Linked DNA regions of Sus scrofa: region 2 is linked to region 1. The links are chromatin contacts, called in public Hi-C maps. All regions are on one chromosome and are shown on one strand. The core of a region is the stretch at or near the end of the contact, and the rest is flanking DNA. Distances in the headings are between cores, read along the strand shown.

Region 1 (4,265 bases), core at 560-3,059:
CCAGCCCTGGGACCTTGGGCAAGTCCCGTCCTCTTCCTGGGCCCCGGTGTCCCCATCTGCGGATGGGATGGGGTTTAGAGTAAGTGCCCTCTCAGTACTGGTCGTACTCTGACATCCACTTGCCGTGGTCAGCCCCCCAGCCGCCCTACCCCTTTGCTTCCGGCCCAGCTTGGAACCTTCCTTGGGTCAGGCACGTAGTGGGCCCGCGTCAAAGCCAAGGGTCTTGAAGAGATAAGCGGTCCCTTCCTCCCCGCCCTGAGGCTAAGGTTCAAGCTACCTCGTTTGCAGCGGGCGATGGAGGAAACTTCCCGGGCTGTGCACACTCTGGGCACCGCCAGCGCAGTAACCGCAGTCCCGCTGCAGCAGGTGGTTATAAGGCTGAGGCTCTGGAAGGCCCTGGAAACCCAGCTGCCAGGTGGCTGTCTCCTCTGAGCCAAAGCCGGCGGGGAGACACAAAGCTTCCCCTTCCCCGAAGAGCCTGCGCTGGGCCTGGAGCCGGCACTGCGCGCCGGGGCTGCGTGTCCACGCCGCGCGGAAGGTCGCCGCGGGCCCGGCCTGAAGCCTGTCGCTGCGCAGCTCGCAGAGCCGACCCCGGGAATCCGTGACACAGAGCCACTGCTTCAAGGTTACCTGCGACGCCTAGCGAGGTGGGGCCCGCTCCCCGCCTTTGACCCTGGCCGCGAGATGCGTTTGCTGGGCTGCAGACGGTGCGCCAGGGGGCGGCGGTAGGGGTGGGGGTTATTTTGGAAGTGGGAAGGGTGGGGTGAGGGAACTCGGGGTACCTCATACAACCCTCTCTGAGCCCGACCCCGAGCGCCTAAGGGCCGTGAGGGTCTTGGAGGTACCTTAGCTCCGGGAGGTGGGAGGTGTGGGGCTCGTGCGCGAGCTCCGCCAGATGTTCAGAGCGGCTCCAGATGTGCCTGGGGGCCGGGACAGGACTTTCCTCCTCCCTACCCCCGAGCCTGGAGCTCAGGTCTGTAAACAAACTCTCGGTTCACTCCCTGGCCGCTTCTGGGGGCCCGTCTCAAAGCCAGGCGTCCGCCCCACCCCCCAATTTAGGAGGAACTGCCGTAGTTCTCTGCCTTTGGCCACCCTCTCCCGTCCCGCCACACACACCCCTGCTGCAGGATCCAAGTCCCCCACCCCCGCGGTGGCTCGGGCATGACCTCATCCGCGGGCTGACTGGGAGCGAGAGGGTCTTAAGGGGGGTGGGTAGGCTTGCGGCGGCCCGCGGGAAATGCACGGCCCCCCTGCACCATTCGTCCGCATAAAGCCGGCGCCCCCAGCCCCGCGGGACTGCGGTGAGTGGGGGGAATGCCTGGGAGAGCGGCGGAGGAGAGGCATGGAAAAGGGCTTGCTTTGCCTACCCGGGAGCGAGCGCCCGACGGGATCGCGCCGTCCCCCTCGGATTCGGGCGCCCGTAGCCCCCCGCCGCCCTGGCAGGTCCCCGCGGAGCTCTCGCCCGGTGCCCGCGGCCGCAGCTCACCTCCTGGGCCCTCGCCTGGAGGGGCCGGCCGGGGAGCGGCGAGCGCGGCCCCCAGCGGACCCGAGCGCTCTCCCTGCTGGGCCGGCGGCGAGGGCGCACTCTTCACTTGCGGCAGGAGAAGGACGCCCGGGATCCTGGCGAGCAGCGGCCGGCTCGGGGCTCTCGGGGACCGGGGCGCGGACTCAGGCCGCTCTGGAGGGGGCTCGGCTGCCGGGGCCTGCGCTCGCCCGCTCGCCCGAGCTCTCCTGCTCAGCCGGCACCGTCTCCCGCCCCGGCTGCCCGAACTGCTTTATAAGGCGCGGGCAGCTGCTTTGATCCGCCCACGTCAGCGCGCCGAAACCCCACCGGGTGGCTCGCGCCGCGCGCGGGGGGCGGGGGCGGGGTCCCCGCGGATGCCACGGACCCGCGGCGCCAGCGGCACGAGAGGACGTCGCACCCTGTTGCGTTCCAAAGAGGAGACTTACAGACTGTAACTGCAGCTGGTGTTAACTGAGCGTGCGGGCTGCGAGCCTACTGCGTGCCTGGGGTGCGTGGGGCCCAGGTAAGGCCGGTTTCTCAACCTCACAGCAAGCCCTCCACCCCGTCTGGTTTGGCAGAGGAGGAAGCCTGGGGCTCAGGCGAAAGTCCGACTTAGGTCTCGGTCTGGGGCCCAGGCATCCCTCGGTGTTGATCCTGTAGCTCAGGTCCCGGCAGACATCGGGGACCCCGAGAGCTGCCTCGGTGTCCCAGTCCAGCCTTCACAGGGTTGCCTCTCCAGATCGCTGGTTCCAGGTCTGCGGACTCTCAGCGAAGAAAGGAGGCGCCACGGCTCTGCCCTGAGAAGGCGCTGTAACCTTGGCACCAAGGAGGCAGGCGTCCCATCTCTGGGATGACTCTTAGGGAGTCTTCTGGGTACCTTGCCCTGGTCTCCAAGGAACCACCAGCAGAGGGCTGGTTTCAGAAGCTAAAGAGAAGGAAGAGTGCTCCTTGCGGGTGTAGAACCTTGCCTGGGGTTGGGGCTGGGGCTGTATTTCTGGGGAGACTTCCCTGGGACTGGTTCCACGCCCACCTGGGCCCTCCCTGGCTGACTGTGCCCCCTCCCCTTTCTACCTGCCCCGGTTGGTTACTGTGGTTGCCCTAACTTCTGTCTCTCCCACTCCCCACCTCAGGGGCCCCAACCCCAAGGATGATCTCAAGAATAATCTAGTTCTTTAGCAGAAGGGGAAATAGATTTAGTGAAAGGGGGCTTCTTTCAGATTTCAAAAAAATGCTTGGTACTCTTTCCCCAGTTCCTTGTAGGCACCCATGAACAGCACCCCTAGGCTGTCTTAACCTGGCTGTAACGGCAAACGATGCCCACGTCTGAGCCCAGAGTCCACCGCAGGTTCTCAGCCATGCAAGTGCCCCTGCACGTAAGCAGCCAGTCCCCTTTCTGCACAGGGCTGGGACTGATCTCCCCACAAGTGGTCACAAACACACTCAGGAGATCCTCGGACACACCGTAGGCCCCCACACACTCAGTTGCACATACAGGGGAAATGGCCGTACACATTTTCCTTTTCTATCTTTGCTTTTTTGTTTTGCTTTTTAGGCCACACCCATGGCAAATGGAGGTTCCCAGGCTAGGGGTCAAGTCAGAGCCATAGCCACCGGCCTACGCCACAGCCACAGCAATGCAGAATCCATGCCTTGACTGCAACCTGCACCACAGATTACGGCAACTGCAGATCCTTAACCCACTGAGCGAGGCCAGGGATCGAACCCACAGCCTCATGGATGCTAGTTGGGTTTGCTACCACTGAGCCACAACGGGAACTCCCATACCCATCTTCAAGATGAGGCTGAACACACAGACTGCCCCAATCCAGTTCCTACACAAACACACGTGTTTCCATGCATGCAGCGAGGACACACACACACACACGGCTTCCAAGCAGGCAACACCAATACACGCGTATCCCTGCTTATGGTCTCAGGAATGTCCTTGTGAACACACACTGGGACATCTTCATCTCTTCTTCCAGGACATTGGAGTTAATCCCTTGCTGAACACCACGGGCCAGTAGCATGGCTTTGGGGGGGCGGGTAGGAAGCGGGTGTGGGAGACGGAGCTGCTGCACCTCAGAGGCTACTGACGGGGGTCCTTAGCTCTAACATTCCAAGGCACGCTGGCCACCACAGTCAGAGCCATTCTCGGTGACTTCTGTCCAGCTGCGATCACCCTTTGGTCACTTCAGAAGCTCAATCAGTTTCCTCTAAACATTTGCACAAACAGTCCTTCAACCAGAGATCTGCCAGCTCCCCGCTAATGTACATACAGGAAGTCATTTGGAGCCACGTGGACTTGGGTTCCAGTATTGATTTTGCCAGTTTTATTCTGAGCTGTGTGATCTTGACCACGTTGCCTGAAACGCCCTGAACTTGAATTTCCTCATCCGTAGCACGAGGAGAAGACAGTCCCAGCAAATCCTCTCTTCTCCAAGACGGGGCTCAGTATCCCATTTCATAGATGTAGCAGCTGAGGCTCCAACTGGAATGCTGGCAAGTGGTGGAGTTAATATGTGAACCCAGTTCTCCCCGGTGGGAAGTGCACAGTAGCTGGAGACCCCATGGAAACACATAGAAGGAGGATAGTGACTTTGTGCTTTCTGGAGAGGGGTTGAGGAGGCCAGGAGGAGATGCCAGGACTCCCGAAGCCCGGCCCCAGCCCTCTGGGACCCTCCCAGCTTCTTGGCTCTGTCTTGAGACTCAAGATCCAGGCATCAGCGAAGACAGGAACCCCTGCCCTGGGCGGGGAGAG
Region 2 (4,265 bases), core at 718-3,217, 37 kb after region 1:
CTTTGACCAAGTCACTTCCCCTCTCTGGCTCTCAGTCTCTTCAACCATAACATAAGGCTAAGAATCCCCATTTCACAGGAAGGTTGGCGGATCGAACCAGCAAATGTCTATAAGATACCTAGCTCATTTCCTGGCGGCTGGCCTTGTGGTTCTTAGATCTCACCTCCCGGAGTTCCCATCGTGGCTCAGTGGTTAACGAATCTGACTAGGAACCATGAGGTTGCAGGTTTGATTCCTGGCCTTGCTCAGGGTTAAGGATCTGGCGCTGCCATGACCTGTGGTGTAGGTTGCAGACGCGGCTTGGATTCCACCTTGCTGTGCCTGTGGCATAGGCCGGCAGCTACAGCTCCAATTAGATCCCTAGCCTGGGAACCTCCATATGCCGCTGATGCAGCCCTAGAAAAGGCAAAAAGACAAAAAAAAAAAAAAAAAGAAAGAAAAAGAAAACAAGGCAAGAACTCACCTCCCTTGGTGGCCTAGTGGTTAAGGTTAAGGATCCAGCATTGACACTGCTATCGCGCTGGTTTGATCTGGTTTGATCCCTGGCCCGGGAACTTCTGCATGCCACAACGCAAAAGAAAAAAATTCAGCTGCCCTCACAGGGCCCATACTTGTTACTCAGGGAGCCAGCCATCGGGGGCAAGCGCTGAAACAGCCCCCTGTCTCTCCAGCTCTGTGAATGGGCGCCCCCAGCAGCCTACCACTGATGGGGTGGGGGAGGCAGTCCGAGGCCCCCCTCTCAAATGCAGAGGGGCTGGGCCCAGGGCTGGCTTCTGTGCCCAGTGTAAAGGAGCATCTTCTGGGGGCTCCCTTGCTATCCCCACGTTTGGACAGAAGATTCCGGCTCCAGCTGACACCACACTCCAGCTTAAATAAAGTACCTTCAGAATGTGGCATGGGCTCCTCCCCTGGGCCCCTGGGTATGGACCCAGGATCTATGTGGGATCCTGGACAAGCTGTTCAAAACTCTATGTGTCCCAGTTACCTCGTCATTAAAATAGGAAATATAAAACCTAGCTGAGGATGCTTGTGAGACTGAATTGCAAGAGAGCCTGGACAGAGATTAGCTCAGTACCTGGCCTGGGTGGGCCAAAGTGTGAACTTGGATGATGGGCACTCTGCAGTTTCACTGAATGGATGAGCATCCCTCTGCCCATTTTACAGAAGAGGAAAACTGAGGCCTGCACAGGGAAAGGACTGGCTCACACTGGTAGCCAGAATCTAGGGTGCTCAGAATCTAGGGTGCTCAGTATCTAGGTGCTCAGAAGTCAAAGCTCTGGCCCCCTCTTTCCTTCTTCTTTATTCCTTCCAAGAAGGCCCTTTCTGATTGGATGTGGGGAAAATCTTTGGTGTCTCTGCCCATTTTCCAAATTCCAGAGTGTCTGGATCCAGCCGCACAGCTGCAAGTGGACCGGCCTGGGGAAGGGGAAAGGAGACACAGATCCTGGTCTGTCTCCAGTCCGTCCCCAAGTCTGGACATTCCGGAAACCACACCCTGTCCCCAAGTCCCTCTGCAAGGCTTGGCAGCCTTATCTGCAAAGGGGAGGAGATGGGGTTCTGAAGTCAGCCAGGGCCTATCAGAGGCAGGAGGAAAGCGGGCCAGAGAGGGATGCAGAATGCCCCGTGTGAGCCCAGCCACGCTCGCAAGCACTTGCTGTCCTCCCGGACTGCGGGCAGCCAGCGAGAACTGGCTCCCAGCCCTGAACTCCACAGGGACCTGGGTAAACCATTTCTCCCTTGTAGCCTCAGTTTCCCCATCTGTGAAATGGGAAGTTGAAATCGAGCAGAGGGTTCTCCGTCCTTTGGTAGGAAGCAGAGTTTCCGGAACAAGGCCCGTGACCTCTGGGCCCACAGACCCCACACCCACCCTCGCGTGTCCAAGAATTTGGCTGCGGTATTTCATGTATCATCCTTGTGGTTTGCAGGTACCATGGCCGGCAGGGTGATTACTCAACAGGCTTCTTACACTCCTCGGTGACTAATAGATTCTTTTTCTGTTTGTGTTGCAAAGCCATAGCAATAACACTGGCTCTCAGCGACACCGCTGAAATCACCATTATTCAGCCCAGCCCTCCCTACAATAAACAGACAGCAGAAACATCCCTTCTAGAAAAAGAGGCCCTCCGCTTCTCTCACGGTGGGAGCGGGTCCTTTGATAGGGAAGCTTTTGGGGGGCGGGGATTGCTGAGCTACTGAGACTCATGGGATTATGTCATTTCTCTGGTCGCTTCCAGAACCTGCACGTTGGACGTGATCGGAAGAAGGAATTGAGAAGATAGCATCTGCCCTTTGAAAGTCAAGTGTGGGGTGAAGAGCCCAGCTGGGCGTCAGACAGCCTGGCTTGCAGTCCTGGCTCCATTGCTGGCTGGCTGGGTGACCTTGAGCAAGTCCTAGCCTCTCCCCGAGCTGAACGTCTTATCTGGAAAATGGGGAAAATAAAATGACCTCTCAGGAGAGGTGGAGAAATCCATGAGGACTTAGCACGGGGCTGCGCACAGTAGGAGCTCCCGAGCTGGGGGCTGTTACTATAAGTGAATGAGGAGCCTGGGGCTGGTGGGCTGGATCGGGACAGGATGGGGAGGGCTAGGGCCGACCCCGGGGCACCTGATGGGGGACCCAGATCCCCCCAGAGGGCAAGTCAAGGGCTGGTCACTCTCATGGTCAACTGGCCTCTCCTTTCCTGACCAGCTCTATCTGTCCAAACAGCAATGAACAAAATAGCCCAGCCCAGCACAGCAGCCACAGCATCCGTCACGCAAAATTGCTAAATGCTTCAGAGTGCGGAAGCAAGGGCTGCCTCTGGTCTGGCTCCTGCCTCCCTGGAGGGGAAGCGGGGGGGAGCAGATGCTTCTGTGGCTGGCTGTCACCTTCCCCAACACAGGCCTCCTCACAAGGATTCAAAGCTCCCTGGCGTCTTCAGGGGCCATTGGGCTTCTCACTTGCTGTGGGCAAGAGGTCCTTACCCACGGACGGCCGCCTGCAGGCCCGTTCCCTCCCCCTGTGGGTCTCCACCGCCTGGGTCCCTAGAGTGGGCTGAAACAGTGTCAGAAAATGGTCTTCCCAGGTCCTAGAGCCTGCGTCCACACACAGAGAAAAAGCCAGCTAGCCAGCAGTGAGCTGATAAACATTTAACAATCGACTCTCCAAAGGAAAAAATAACACTTGATTTATGCAGGCACACATCATTTTATTGTGCTTCGCGGATGTTGCGTTTTTGGCAGATTGAGGGTTCGTGGCCACCCGCGTGGAGCAAGTCTATTGGCGCCTTTTTCCCAACAGCCTTTGCTCACGTTATGTCTCCGTGTCAATTTTGCTAATTCTCACAACATTTCAAACCCTCCACGAGCAGAAAGATGATGACTCCCTGAAGGCTCAGGTGATGGCTAGCATTTTTTAGCAATAGAAGTGTTTTTAACTAAGGGGCATATGTTGTGTTTTTAGGTATAATGATCTTGCATGCTTTTTTTTTTTTTTTTGCTTTTTAGGGTCGCACTTGCAACATATGGGCGTTCCCAGGCTAGGGGTCCAATTGGAGCTGTAGGGAGCCAGCCTACGCCACAGCCACGCCAGATCGGAGCTGTATCTGTGACCTACACCACAGCTCAGAGCAACGCCAGATCCTTAACCCACTGAGCGAGGCCAGGGGTCGAACCTGCGTCCTCCTGGATGCTAGTCAGATTTGTTAACCGCTGAGCCACAGCGGGAACTCCTGCTCTTGCACTCTTAACAGACTACAGTATAGTATAATCATAACCTTTACATGTGCTGGGAAACCCCAAAATTCATGTGACTTGTTTATTGGAATACCTGCTTTATTGGGGTGGATCTGGAACTGAACCCACAGTATCTCCAAGGTAGATCTGTATTTTGTTGTCCCTTTCCAGGATGTAAATACTTCCACGATGGCGAATTTCAAGCTACCAACAGGACGACACTGAATGCAGGGTAGGAAGAAACACATACCCCACCTGCTCTTTAGTGACTGGGCTCCAGTGCACCATGGAATAAAACTGAAATGAAATAAATGGAAAGTAATTTATAATAAAAATACATATTGCACTATTTTTGTGCCCAGGGCTGACTATCCTAAGAAGACAGAAGAATCTATATGCGGGCTCACTGTGATTGCAAGACCGGGCCAGGTCACTCAGACATCAAGAAGCGCTGCCGTCAGTGACGTAATTTTTCCAAAACGGTGACCCTGTCTTAATGGAAGACAAAAGACAGTCTTCCCTCAGTTTACAAGGCAGCCGTGTTCCCGGAAA

What was found. Hi-C and Micro-C count contacts between places; a contact is called where the count stands out from the background.
Region 2: a Hi-C map of skeletal muscle shows a contact between it and region 1, with 2.9 times the contacts expected there. The contact joins the enhancer-like site here to the promoter of WNT11 in region 1. A contact is called at or near these places in 1 of 5 promoter capture datasets (liver), 2 of 47 Hi-C or Micro-C datasets (embryonic fibroblasts and skeletal muscle) and 1 of 2 datasets of contacts at active chromatin or transcription factors (skeletal muscle).

The regions. Positions count from the first base shown.
Region 1 is chr9:10,433,349-10,437,613 of Sscrofa11.1, forward strand. It overlaps WNT11 (protein Wnt-11), which reads right to left and starts at 1,810. Exons shown (of 6, transcript XM_005667138.3): 1 at 1,487-1,810.
Region 2 is chr9:10,470,679-10,474,943 of Sscrofa11.1, forward strand. No RefSeq gene overlaps it. Among named protein-coding and RNA genes, the nearest start is that of TRNAP-UGG, 17 kb to the left of the region's middle. Within about 2 kb of position 1,968, at least 23 of the 83 cell types and tissues checked have an H3K27ac peak or open chromatin away from gene starts, as enhancers often do. A contact at or near this core is called in skeletal muscle, where this site is marked.